2 separate regions of the Mus musculus genome follow, and region 1 is linked to region 2. A link is a contact called in public Hi-C data. All regions are on one chromosome and are shown on one strand. Each heading gives the region's core, a stretch centred on a gene start, on an enhancer-like site or on the middle of the called end of the contact. The rest is flanking DNA. Distances are from core to core; before and after follow the strand shown. Region 1 overlaps Trpc4ap (transient receptor potential cation channel, subfamily C, member 4 associated protein). Region 2 overlaps Acss2 (acyl-CoA synthetase short-chain family member 2).

Region 1 (6,671 bases), core at 2,038-4,537, 100 kb before region 2:
CTTTCTCTAATGGCTTCTTACTTACTTCCTTATGGTCTCTTGGAGATGCTGCTGTGGTGCCAGCAGCTTGTGTCTGGGTTTTCACACACTTGGGGTGGCATGTGTGTCGTTTTCTGAGGTTTGGTGGCAGCCTTCCTGGGGACCTTTGCCACCTCTGCCCAGGACACACTTTGGCTCACGCTTTAGAGGAGCCAGTTTCATGTTCAGTTTCAGGATTTCTTACTTCTCCTGGGAGGCTTCACCAGCCAAGCCTAAGCAGCTCACAGCTCGGCTCGTCCTGGTCACTGTAGGACACAGAAACCATAGCCGTGTTGTGACTCGGTCTCTCACCATCCACGGGCTCCTGAGCTCTCAGGGCCAGGCCTTTCTGAGATCAGTAGGTTTCCCTTTGGAGCTTCTAAACTAGCCTCATGTGGAAAGGGACTAGGATGATTTTAGTTTTTAAATCCAATCGTCTAGGATGTTGTTAGCAGAAAAGGTCTACGTTAGTTTAGCTTGACACTGGTCAGCCATGAAGGTCTGACTTTTCCACTAAAGAAAACCCTCCAGGGGGCAGGGGGAGGGGGTAGAGGAGAGGGGGCTTGTGGAGGGGAAACTATGAAAGGGGATAACATTTGAAATGTAAATAAGAAAATATCTAATAAAAAAAAAAGGAAAACCCTCATTGTGCTGGAGGACAGGGACGCATAAGAAGCAGTGTAGCTAGACAGGGATGTCACCAGAGCCCAGCCTTGTTTTTTGTACAAGTGTTGTGACAAACGTAGCTTTAATATGTGTTCTAGGACATCACCTTGAAGATCCAGTTTTTGAGACTTCTCCAGAGTTTCAGTGACCACCATGAGTAAGTATCCCCTGGAGGCATCGTCTGCAGGCCCCTCCCCTGAGCTTCTCTGTTCTCTGACCCAGGAGCAGTCTGTAGGGCTGGTGGGAGCCCCCAATATCTGTGAGGCTGTGCTCCTCAGCCCTGTAGGTTGACAACCCTTCCTTCTATCTGAGCACCGAATCTTTCCTCTGCCCTCACAGCCACCATCAGAGGATGAAAGTGCTGTCCCTCTGTGCCCTGGGAGCAACACCCTTGTGCAATGACTAGCCTCTTAGCTGCAGAGTCCCTGACTGGAAACATGGAGGCTCCCACCTCTACAGTGAAGTGTGTTGGCTCCCCCTTCCCACTTTTTTGCGATAGTCTCTGATTTTTAATGATTAAGCTTTTAGTGGAGAATGTATAAGAAAATGATTGTCCACTATAAGGGAAACAGTGCAAGGGAGGGGGAAACACGGGATTCTTGGCCGTGGCATTAGGGTAAGGACCTGACGACTGTGTGTGCACAGAAAGGTGGATGCACTGGATTGGAGGCCTCCATGAAGGGCCCAGAGGAGGGGTTCTCAAGGCAGTGCTGGGGCAGCCTGAGTTTTCAATGTTGTACAAGTTAATAGAACATGCCTGAGGACAGTGCTGCCTAGGGGCCTCTGTCTCTTATGATTCTGTTTTGTGAGAACGTCTGTGGCTGAAGGCATCTGTAGTTGACAGAATTATACCGAGTGTGTGTGTGTGTGTGTGTGTGTGTCCGTCCCTGTCCTAGCTTTCATCAGACTCTAAATCAGTACTTCTTTGTACCTGGCCTAGTGGAAATACTATGATCCCTGCTGTCATGTAGAGTACATTTGGGAGAGGAAGTTTACCATTAGAGAAGGTCACCAGTTACAGAATGCCTGATGTCAAATAGGCATGGTGTGTGGGAACAAAAGAGCACACTCCGTGAAAGGACAGTTGTCAAGTGTCCTGACCGGCTGGCGGTGCTCAGTGACTATTGCAGAAGCAATCTGTGAGCAGAGGCCTGACCGGGATGAAGAGGCAGCGTGAGAGAGTTGAGCCAGAAGGCTCCCACATAGAGAAGCCCTGTAGGAGGATATGGCGTGGTCATGAAAACCAGAGTGGCCAGATGGTGTGGCAGGTGTGAGCTGCTCAGTTTGTTGTAGCCACAGAGGTGGCCTGGCTGCACAGGGCCTCAAAGACATGATCACTCCCTAGGGGTTCACACAACAGGGTGTGAGAATTGGGTAAGCATTTTCAATAATGACATGGTCCCAGTCCTGTTTTAGAAATCACTCAAGGAGCTGAGGGAGGGTTCCCTTCCTGTGAGAAGCAGCTGAGCAAGTGCTTCTGTGCTGCACAGACCGTAATGACAAGCCTGGACGGAAGGAAGAGGAGCGATTGTGTCACAGTTGGTCAGGCCTCTGCGTTGTGACTCTGGCCACTGAGAATGCTGCAGCAGGGCTAGGCTCAGGACTAAGATGGCAGACAGGATCAGATGTGCTGAAGTGCAGGTGACTCTGAGAAGTCATAGAGAAGTGTTCAGTGTGCAACATGGAGACCTGGAGGTGCCGAGGACGGGCTTGTTAGGAATGACAAGCACGTGTAGAAGTGCTGGGGGACTCTCAGTGCTCCTCCCGACAGGAGTGGGCAGAGCAGACTTTGTGCCCGCTGCAGAGCTGCTCAGCAGCTCCAGCCCCGCCCTTTACCCTTTGCACCCGTCTGTTTCAGGAACAAGTACTTGCTGCTCAACAACCAGGAGCTAAATGAGCTCAGTGCCATCTCGCTGAAAGCCAACATCCCTGAGGTGGAGGCTGTCCTCAACACTGACAGGTGATCTTTGTGGGGACCGCTGTGGATACAGGGCTCCCAGCAGGGCACACGCGGGGCTGCGTACTTGTGCTTCCTCACACGTAGCTACCACCCCACTGGCTTTGTGAGCTAGATCCTCACATCTCCTGCATTTCCTAACTGAGGATCACAGCAGCCTCAGAAGGAAGTGCCATCGTCATCTTCCTCTTTACATGTATATGACAGCAAAGGTCAGCTATACTCTGTCCTTCCACCTTATCCCATGCAAATCATGGCCCCTTTACTGGTATCCTCATTTCTTGCCCAGTGGCAGCTGTGCCAAGCAGGACAAGAAGAAGCTAACCCTTCACCCTCTGCCCTATGTCTACCTCCTCTTTGGGATCAACACAGTGCCATGTCTGGCTCATGGGGGCTTGTGAAGTGTGGCCCTAATCTAGCAGCTACAGTCAGAAATCCCCAACTTCTTCCTGAGAAGATGGATCCATCGGTGCCCCGGCGTCTGCAGGGGCTGGAAATGGAGCTGCCGTGTGAAGAGAGAGTTTAAGGGCCCAGACACCTGCCACTGTGACAGGCCTAATCATTTTCTTACCTACTGCTGCCTTTGCCTCATAGACGGGAAGCTGAGGCCTGGAAGCCCACAGCTGAGCTGGAACTGACCCTGGGCAGGATAAAGAACTCTGGGCACTGCCCAATTGGCACAGACTTTTTATTCCATCTGGCATACTCTGCTGTGGCCTGAATTAAACCCATTTGTGATGTAAATGGCCGCCTTCTGGCAGTTTGGAGCCCCATCTGGCCATGGGTGTGCCTCTGCCTCTGGCCAGTGGGTCTGAGGAGGGAAAAGCGGCCTAAGGCGCAGGAGAAATGCACCTGGCCATTGAGCTGACGGCTGCAGTCTCTGAGGTCCTGGCACACGGTGGAGCAAGAAAGCATCCTTGCAGACTCAGACATTGCCTGTTCTTTCCTCCATCCACAGCGACACAGGACGAGCTCAGTGGCCCCTCTTAGCCATTCAGTTCTGTCACCAGTGCTGTCTGTCCCTTTGATTTCAGGAGTCTGGTGTGTGACGGCAAGAGGGGCCTACTAACTCGGCTGCTGCAGGTCATGAAGAAGGAGCCAGCGGAGTCTTCATTCAGGTGAGTAAGGAGAGCTGTGCTTGGGAGGGGTCTAGGAGCCAGGGGGTTCCCAATGGGTTAGTCTCCAGTACCTACTCCTTAAGGTTGGGGAGGCGGCCTCACCAGCCGCTGGCACTATGGGATTCAGCTGGTAAGTGCGTGTGTCCTTGTCACATGCCAGCAGGGTATTTTAGGAGGTAGGTGATCATCAGGCTGTCACTAGAGAGGTAGAGCACAAATGGATCCAGGCTATGCCTGTGTGACTTCCAGGGATCATGGGAAGGAAGCATGAAAGGAAAGAAACCTGCTTCAGTGCAGTATGGGAGAAAATAGAGCCAGGGACCGCCCGGGGGGGGGGGGGGGGCTTGGAAAGGTTGTAGACAAGAGGATTCCACCAGGCCTGGGTACAGGGCTCTGTCCCTACAGGGTTCACCTATTCAGACCCTCCCTCAGGTATCCCAGCTGAGTCTTTGGGCCACTCAGTATCTGTTGGCTCCTATCTAGACCAGCTCAATGCATATGAAGTCAGTGATGTCGCCACACAAACCCTTCTGCTGGCCACACATCCCTGGTCTATGTCTTTCCAGTATTCTGAGAGTGGAAAGCCTAGAGTGGTTTTACATGGAACTTACTAGAGGCCACTCTTTGAGCCCAGATGCCACTGTGTATGCCCATATACCATAGAAACACGTTTTGGTCCAGCCCACAATGAAAGACTGGCCCCTGCCGAGCTGTGAGCACCATACATGAGAATGGCGATCCTCTTGCTTATTGATCTGTCCTCAAGACCTAGGACTGGGGCACAGACTGGGAAATGTTAAGTAAATATTAGACACTGGGCTGCAAACCACTCTGCCTCTGGGGGCATTTAGCCTGCACCAGGGGAGGGCAGCCAAAGCCTCCTGGTCCAGGATCAACACTTGGGTTGCAGGTTTTGGCAAGCCCGGGCTGTGGAAAGTTTCCTCCGAGGGACCACCTCCTATGCAGACCAGATGTTCCTGCTGAAGCGAGGCCTTCTGGAGGTATACTGGAGGAAGCAGGGCGTCGAGTAGCTGTCCTCCCCAGTCCAGCCCCTCGAATTGATTCTTCGTTCTGAGCCTTAAAGAGTTTGGTCAGGAACAGACCTTTTCTGGTTGTTCCTAGTGCGCATTGTTCCAGGGTTGGCCCTGGGTTGCCAGCTGTGGGCTCCCTGTAGGTATTGAGGGCTAAAGGACTCAGGTAGTTGTGCAGGAATTTAGAATACAGAGTTACCCAGCAAGCCCTTTGACCCTGGGGATAATTTGGTATTGACTAAAAGTTAACAAAGCCACCAACCAGGCAGCATACACAAGCTAGTCCGAGGCCCCCGACACATATACAGCAGAGGACTGCCTGGTCTGGCCTCAGTGGGAGAAGACTTGCCTAACCCTTGAGAGACTTGAGGCTTCAGGGAGTGGGGAAGCCTGGTGGGTGGCAGTGAGGGGGAAACAAAGCGGGGAGGAAGAATGGGATGAGGAGCTGTGGGAGGGGGCAGTGATGTAAGAAAATAAAAGTAATGATATTTCCATATTGATTAATGGCATGTAGCAAAAGGAATTTGAAGAGAGAGCAAATAGCTAGAATTACAGTTGGTATTTTTAGGAAATGACTATGAACATGGAACCATGAATTGTAAAGGAAAGCAGCTGCCAATCATGTAAGCTCAAGAAAATGAACTGAGCTTGGAGACCCCACACTTTAGAAGCAGAAGCAGGAGTTGTTCAAGTTCAAGGCCAGACCCTGTCTCACAAAAAAAACAAAGCAGGAATGAAGAGAGGGAGGGAGGGGAAATCAGAAACCAGAATGGAAGCAGGGAAGAGTTCCCTGTTGAGGAGTTAAGTTGGCTTACTGTTCTGAGTAACTATTTAGTGATTTGTGTGTGTTCTATGCGGTTTTATTGGTAAACATAAGACAGTGCAGAGGGTCAGAATATGTGCCCTGCTCTTCAATCCTGGGCCCTCGTGCTTAGGGCAGCAGCCCTTGTTAGGTCTGGAGACAGAACCATGTAGGTAGCTGCAGAGCAAGTCAGAGGCGTTGTGTGGGAGCCTGGGAAAGAGAATACCACCTACCCACCCTGTTCCCCCTGCTGAGGTCAGCCACCTGGTTCTGTCCTTGGAGCCACCAGTATCCTCAGAAAAGAGCCTAGACAAAGTTGCAGGTTTCATCCACCTGTATGCTTGCTTGAACCAAGTGGGTAGTCTGAGCTCCAGGCCAGGCCTGAGTGGCAAACAGATGAGGGTGGGGGGCAGACCCATCCACTCACTCACCCTGTCCCCTGTTTGACCCAGCACATCTTATACTGCATTGTGGACAGTGAGTGCAAGTCTAGGGATGTACTCCAGAGCTACTTTGATCTCCTGGGAGAGCTGATGAAGTTCAACGTCGATGCATTCAAGAGATTCAATAAATATATCAACACTGATGCAAAGGTAGGGCTTGTCCAGGGCTCCGTGCTGTTGGCTGAAGTACCAGCTGTCCGTAAGCTTTGGCCTGCCCATCTTCAGGGGTGGTCACACAGTTGGAAGAGTCTGGGATCTGGTGGGACAGTCAGGCTTCAAGCCAGACCCTAAGACTATTGGGCTGAGAACTTTGGCTGTTAGAGCATCTTAGCAGGCCACTCGGTGTCCCATCTGCGGAGTAGTGGAGCTGGGGTAGAAGGTTGGTGGTGCCCTGGCCAGCAGCCTGCCAGTAAGCACCATCTCTGCTCCAGTTCCAGGTGTTCCTGAAACAGATCAACAGCTCGCTAGTGGACTCCAACATGCTGGTGCGCTGTGTCACTCTGTCACTGGACCGATTTGAAAACCAGGTGGACATGAAAGGTGAGGAGGCCAAGGTGCCAGTGCACATGGCTGCAGTCTAACTGCCAGGCACCTGGCCTCCAGCCAGGAATTGTGTGCCTGGGTCAGGAGGACAGT
Region 2 (6,922 bases), core at 1,133-3,632:
CCCAATCATATCTCCCAATCAGCGCACCTGCTGACAAGCACTGTTACTGATACTTTGTATAACTTTCTAAGACAATAGGCAGATAAGGCCACTCTTAGTATGGAAAGCTCCTGTGGAGTAACCAAAATGACTTCAAAGGACGTCTATACTTTTAGCGTCACTCATAAGATCCTTAGGATACCAATGGAGGCAGAAACTTAAAAATAAACTTGAAATGTTAGACTTTAAAGAGATAAGCTCCTTATAGTCTAGCCCAGCATGGTGTAGTAAGGTTTAGGAAAAGGTACTCTACTCAAGGGACTCACTTGTTAGACAAAGATGTCTATGTACATGTATTCTCTCTTTTTTAAGCATTCCACAGAGTTTTTAATTCATTCACTTAAGAGATCAACAGAATGGCTGCAGTCTGGACACTGCCACCGCACAGGGAAGGGGGGTACTCTATAATTAGAAACTTCTGCGTTTCACAGATACACTAAAAGTCCTTAAAACTCTGCCAAGCAGGTGAGGCACAGTGTAATTAAAACCTACTATTTATTCCGAGTTCTGTCAATTTAAGGCTTGTCGAAATGTTTCCGCTGTGACCACTGAAGTTGGAGTGAGCTTTCATAGCTGTAGGATCTAGTGACAAGGTTCTTATCCACATGAGCTATGCTGCTGATATTTAGAATCCAGGAAGAAAGTTTCAAAGTCCAGATTCATGTCCGACACAAGGGCATCCACAAAGTCACCAATGGGAGGACACTTCTGCAGCATGCCTGGAATAAGGAGCATGGGCTCCTTGCCCCCACCACAGGCTAACATCTCTCTGTGGTAGCGTTCCCCAGCGGCCCTGTTAAAAGGATCCTGTAGGAAGCACCTCTTCCAGTCCATGGATGCTACTTCCGTGGGCATCAGGTATGAGTAATATATGGCACCATATCCCACAAGGTGGCTGAACCTCAGCTGCCAGGCAGGCTCAGAGGTTCAGTCCATTATCATCAAGGCAAGAGCATGGCAGTATCCAGGCAGGCATGGTGCAAGAGAAGCTGAGAATTCTACATCTTCATCTTAAGGTTGCTAGTGGAAGACCGACCCATGTATTCTTACATATTCTAATTTTCTATATAAATGATGGAATTTTAATTATTGCTTCTTTTTGAGACTGTATAAACCTATGTAGCCCAGGATTACCTTAATATCACAATCCTCTTGTCAGAGATTCCCAAGGGCTCCTATTATAGGCATGTGCCATCATACACATGCAGTTGGGTAGTTTTTTGTTTGTTTGTGTTTGTTTGTGTGTGTGTGTGTGTGTGTGTGTGTGTGTGTGTGTGTGTTAATAGGGATGTAAACCAGAGCTTCAGGCATGCTAGGCAAGTGTTCTACCACTGAGGTACAGCTTTACCCTTTAGTTATTATATACATGAGATAAACTGAACAAATGTTACATATATAACTCAATCATCTTGCTTTTTAAAAATGTAAACATATGGCTTGGTACCATTCTCTATCAAGAATGGTTTTATGCTCTTTACTATTTGTATGTTATAATTAATTTAACAAGTAATACTTCAATGGCCATCTTTATTCATGTATCATTTGAAAATATATACATAGAATGAATTACTAGAAATATAATTTTAGGGCCAAAAGATATGTGCATTTTATATATTGATCACTATTAAGAGATAACCACTTTAGATAAGAGTCTAGGGAAGTCCTGGAGAAGTGCTATTTCAGCTAAGACCTCAATAATAGGTAACCATGTTGATTCTTAGAACGAATATTCTGCACACAGCAAGCATCAAACAGAAAGGTATTAAGGCCTACTCAAAGAGCAGAATGGAACTCAGTGTGGCTGGAATACAGCCAGTAACAGATGAGAACAAGAGCTATGCATCAGCCAATCATACAGGGCCTTGTAGGAGTGGTAAGTTTACATTTTATTCTAAGTGTATTCTTTCTGGCTTTCCTTATACAAAGCTCATGCCTACCTCCACATTTTAAATTCCATTTTATATTTCTGTGTTTGTTTGTTTGTTTGTTTGTTTGTTTGGAGGGAGGGAGGGATACATACTATGGTATACGTGTGGAGGTCAGAGCACAACCTAGAGGAGTTGATTCTTCCATACCATCATGTGGGTCCCAGGTCATCAGGCTTGGTGGCAAGTTCCTTTACCCACTGAGCCATCTGCCCAGCCTCTTCCACACTTCTCACCATGACATTGCTTGTACTCAAAATGTTCCTCTTCCTTTTTCAGATGCAATACTATATAATGTCCCCAACAAGCCATCTGTGCTCCCTCCCCCTTTACTATCCAGAGTACATATGAAGGAGGAAACTGAAACCTAGAGAGAGCTAGCCAGCCAAGGTCACACAATAATAAGTGACAGAGCCAAGAATAGATCCTCAGATCTTCTGATTTCAACTCGGGACTATTTCCTCACAGTGTAAGGGACATGGACAGGCAAGGATGCCAGGCCTTTTCTTACTGAGAGAAGTTACACAGAAATTATTAGCTTCTGTCCAGCTTCTGGCTCGATGAGTCAGTTGCTATCTTCTCCTTGGCTTTAACCCTCCTAGGGCTGAGAGAAGCCAAGCATAGCAAGCTTACTAAAACGGGACAGAACAAGGACAGAGGAAGCTGGCGAATGGCCCTGAATGCCAGAAGCAGAAAAGCTGCCCACTGACAAATGCCACAGAAACTTCAAACATCTCCGTGAGTGCTGACATGTGTGCCCTGCATAGATCCCCAGTGTATATACTCACGTACCAGCTCACCCTTGTAATGCATTTGCATAAAACCATTTATACTAATATAGAAACATTCTAGTTACAAAAGCCACGGGGCTGTACATACATACACAAATAAGCATAAATATATGTAACCAGAATTCAAACACAGGTCTGTCTGAAAGTATATTTACATACCCCCTACAGACACAGCTTGCTTTCTCTAGAAACTTTTCACCAAATCATTCTGCTTTAATTTTTTTCATATAACTTTCCATTACTTGAAATAATCTCCCTTTGATCCCATTCATAACTAATAGTTTCGTTAAACCTCAAAAGTAGACCAAATTAATTGTTCTGTTAAGAGTTCAAAGATGCCAGTGGGCTTTGTATCTTGACAAGGCCAATTCTCATTCCCTCCCCCTTCTAACCAGCCAGGGTTATTATTCGTGTACTTTATTGGAATATAAGCTTCATTATAGCAGAAACCTTCCCTGTCTTATTCACTGCTATATCTGTAGCACTGAGAATAAGGTTTGGTAGACAGATGATGAATGAGAACAGATGTGTATAGCTCATACGTTCACAGCTTTTTTGAACTCACGCACACACACATACATACACATACACACACATACACACACGCGCACCCCCCCCCCCAGTGTGTGTTCTTCTCTTTGGCTATGGCACAAGCTATAAATTATTGATATAGGTACATTACTCATTCCAGTGTCTTCTTTCTCTGTCACAGACACCAGGCTGGGGACCCTGGCAGGTTAGAAGCGGGAAGGGAATGAGAATTGGCTTTCTGAAGATATAAAGCCCACTAGCATCTTTGAACTCTTAGCAGAACAATTAATTTGGTCTACTTTTGAGATCTAAAGAAACTATTAGCTATGATTGGGATCAAAGGGTGATTTGCAAAAACAAAACAAAACCAAAAAAAACAGGTACAAGGACTCAGAGTCCAGTCCTCTTGTTTCCACACTGAGAATTGATAGATCAAAAATTAACAGGGACTGGGTTTGAGTTGTAGCTCAGTGGGAGAGTATTTTTTCAAGCCTTTACAAGGTCCTGTGTTTTGACTCTCAGCACAATGGGAAAAATTAATCATGTCCAGGTAAATGAGTGAAGTAGGTCACATAACTGAAATTTTTGACACAGAAAATTGTTTTCTTTTCTCTTAGGTTTTCTTTCTTTTTTTTTGATTTATTTATTTTATTATGTAAGTACACTGTAGCTGTCTTCAGACACCCCAGAAGAGAGCATCAAGTCTCATTACGGATGGTTGTGAGCCATCATGTGGTTGCTGGGATTTGAACTCACGACCTTCAGAAGAGCAGTTGGCGCTCTTAACCGCTGAGCCATCTCTCCAGCCCTTCTCTTAGGTTTTCTATGTGACAGCAACTATATGTGTAGAATTATATTTGGCCTTAGTTTGGGGCTAACAATAGAGGAATCAACTAGAAAGCACAATGCATGCTTTGGCAAAAGAACCTATCCAGTACCTACACTTAACACACCTAGTACTAGTACTTAAATCGGTTACATCAACTTTTGCTCAATGGTTCAATGTTGCCATTCCTTAAAGGTCTGGAATCTAAAATTTTAAATACCGATAACTAATTTTCAAAAGTTTAAAATACTGGAAACCAAACAGAACCATTAGTGAGAGATTTAACTGATTACTGATTAGGAAATTCACCTGCAGTAAAGTCACCCTTTACCTGAAGGCATGTGATTAGTGAGATAACATAGATTACACGGTCCTTCTCATGTTCCTCCTCTGGGGAATCTTCTCCATAGAGTCTTTCCAAACTAGCCCTTGTGTACACCCTCCAACTAATCCACTGTTAGTTAAAAAAAATACTTAGGGGTCAGTGGTGGTGGCACACACCTTTAATCCCAGCACTTGGGGTCAGAGGCAGGTGGATCTCTGAGTTTGAGGCCAGCCTGGTTTATAGAGTGAGTTCTAGGACAGTCAGGGCTTGCACAGGGAAACCCTGTCTCAAAAAAACAATAATCACACACACACACACACATACACACACACACACACACACACACATCTTATTAGACGCGTTCTCACGCCCGGCCAGGAAAGACGCAACAGACCAGAATCTTCTGCGGCAAAACTTTATTGCTTACATCTTTGGGAGCCAGGAGGGCAAGCGCCCAGCGCCCAGCCCCAAAAACGAAAGCCCCTTCAATAATGAAACCGAAACCCCCTCCCTCTTTAGGAGAGTTACCCTTCACTTAGGACGCATCACTCCCTGATTGGCTGCAGCCCATGGCCGAGCTGACGTTCACGGGAAAAGCAGAGTACAAGTAGTCGTAAATACCCTTGGCACATGCGCAGATTATTTGTTTACCACTTAGAACACAGGATGTCAACGCCATCTTGTGACGGCGAATGTGGGGGCGGCTCCCAACACACACACACACACACACACACACACACACGAACTGGAGAAATGGCTCAGTGGTTAAGAATACACATTGTTCTTGTGAGTTCCATTCCCAGAACCCACATCAGGTGGCTCACAATGGTCTAAAACTCCATCTCCTCGGGCACTTGCATAGCTGCACATACATACCCATAAATATTAAATATTTAGATATATGTATATAATACATAATGTTTTCATAATTATTTTTATTATCCTTGTCAAAACCACCACTCGCTAAGTCAGAGGTGTTACTTCTTTGCTCAGAACACTCAGGTTGGTCCTCATACAGTTTTGAGTCACAGTTCAAGTCCTTCCAATTCTACTCATTCTTACATGATCTAGTCCCTTTCTATCTCGTCCCTCACATATTCTTGTTCTCTCTTCCTTTCCTGTTCCCTCTGCTTCATACACTGGGTTGTTTTAGTGCTTGCCAAAAACAATAAATCCCAGAGTCATTGTGTTGTAGTGCTGTTCCCCCAGATGACCACATGGCTGGCTCTTTATCTCTGAATCACTGATGCAATGTTGGCTTCTTTTATTTATTTTGACTGGATCTCACTTTGTAGCCCAAGCTGGAGTAGAACTCATTATGAAGCCTAGGCTGGCCTCAAACTTACAGCAGTCTTGCCTCAGTCTCCCAAGTGCTATGACTACCAGAACATTGCCTTTTCAGTGAGGCTGTCACTGACCACCTCACTCCTACCCTTTACAAGGAATATCTTCTAAGAAATCATTTCTAGTTACCCTTTTCCTCCACTTACAACCAAAACAGAAACTTCTTTCGCCCTTCAGGTGCCTTTCACCCCATTTTCCTTATGACACCATAACACATACAAACTTCTTTTTAAAAAAATTTTTTTTAGTTTCCATAATTTATTTCAAGGATTAATATATAAAGCATTACATAGTTAAGTTTTATTTTAGAAGTTAATATTTTTACCAAGTGTTAGAAATAAATTATTCTATTAACATTATCTGGTATCATTGTTTTTCTAAAGCTTAGTGCCTAAATGAAAATGTCTCCTCTGAAAATGGACATTCTCTATTTTATTCATCTACCAACAAAGGCAAGTAATCAGGGAACAAACTGAAAAGTCAATTTAGCATCAGGAATTCACTGCAAGCATGAAGCATAAACACACATCTGTTTGGGGACATCTGCCTAACACTTGTCTTCCTTAGTGTCTCACTGACTGTGATCCTGCACATACAAACTTCTATTGCACTTGTATGGGTCTAACTTTTCCTATTACACCTAGAGGGCAAGAGTCATGTTCTTTCTCTGCCTCTTCCAAATAAGGCCAGAATAATCAGGTACTCAAGAATATGGGCAAATCAGGAGAGAGAAGACTGATAAGTGATTAACAGAGAAGACAGAGATCCTCTCTTTCTACTAGAAGGATAAGGACCAGATTGATGATTTTAATTTCTCACAACTACAAGTAAAGCATAAAATAGGACCAAAGAACTGGGAAGAAGATGGGTGGTAGGCCTGGGTACTTGCCCAGCATGCTCTAAGATCTCCAATACTTTGCCTTCCAATAAAAGATGAATGGAGGGTTGGAGAGATGACTCAGTGGTTAAGAGCACCGACTACTCTTCCAGAAGTCCTGAGTTCAATTCCCAGCAACCACATAGTGGCTCACAGCCATCTGTAATGAGCACTCAATGCCGTTTTCTACTCTGTCTGAAGACAGTATATGAAATAAATATGGCCGGAGCGAGGCCAAAAAAAAATTAAAATTAAAAAATTAAA

What was found. Hi-C and Micro-C count contacts between places; a contact is called where the count stands out from the background.
Region 1: a contact with region 2 is called in a Hi-C map of liver, with 2.2 times the contacts expected there. The contact joins two enhancer-like sites. A contact is called at or near these places in 5 of 39 promoter capture datasets (the HPC-7 cell line, cranial neural crest, hippocampal neurons and 2 more), 4 of 484 Hi-C or Micro-C datasets (bone marrow-derived macrophages, embryonic fibroblasts, embryonic stem cells and 1 more), 11 of 115 datasets of contacts at active chromatin or transcription factors (the HPC-7 cell line, VIP interneurons, embryonic forebrain and 7 more) and 3 of 9 other capture datasets (adipose tissue, liver and pancreatic islet).

What each region holds. Positions count from the first base shown.
Region 1 is chr2:155,637,562-155,644,232 of GRCm38.p6, reverse strand. Trpc4ap (transient receptor potential cation channel, subfamily C, member 4 associated protein) reads left to right here. Exons shown (of 19, transcript NM_001163452.1): 11 at 783-841; 12 at 2,543-2,644; 13 at 3,676-3,759; 14 at 4,670-4,760; 15 at 6,045-6,185; 16 at 6,467-6,575. Among named protein-coding and RNA genes, the nearest start is that of Gm22334, 12 kb to the left of the region's middle. Within about 2 kb of position 3,287, at least 54 of the 459 cell types and tissues checked have an H3K27ac peak or open chromatin away from gene starts, as enhancers often do. A contact at or near this core is called in VIP interneurons and liver, where this site is marked.
Region 2 is chr2:155,536,676-155,543,597 of GRCm38.p6, reverse strand. All of the region lies in intron 2 of Acss2 (acyl-CoA synthetase short-chain family member 2), which reads right to left. Among named protein-coding and RNA genes, the nearest start is that of Acss2os, 17 kb to the left of the region's middle. Within about 2 kb of position 2,382, at least 75 of the 459 cell types and tissues checked have an H3K27ac peak or open chromatin away from gene starts, as enhancers often do. A contact at or near this core is called in VIP interneurons and liver, where this site is marked.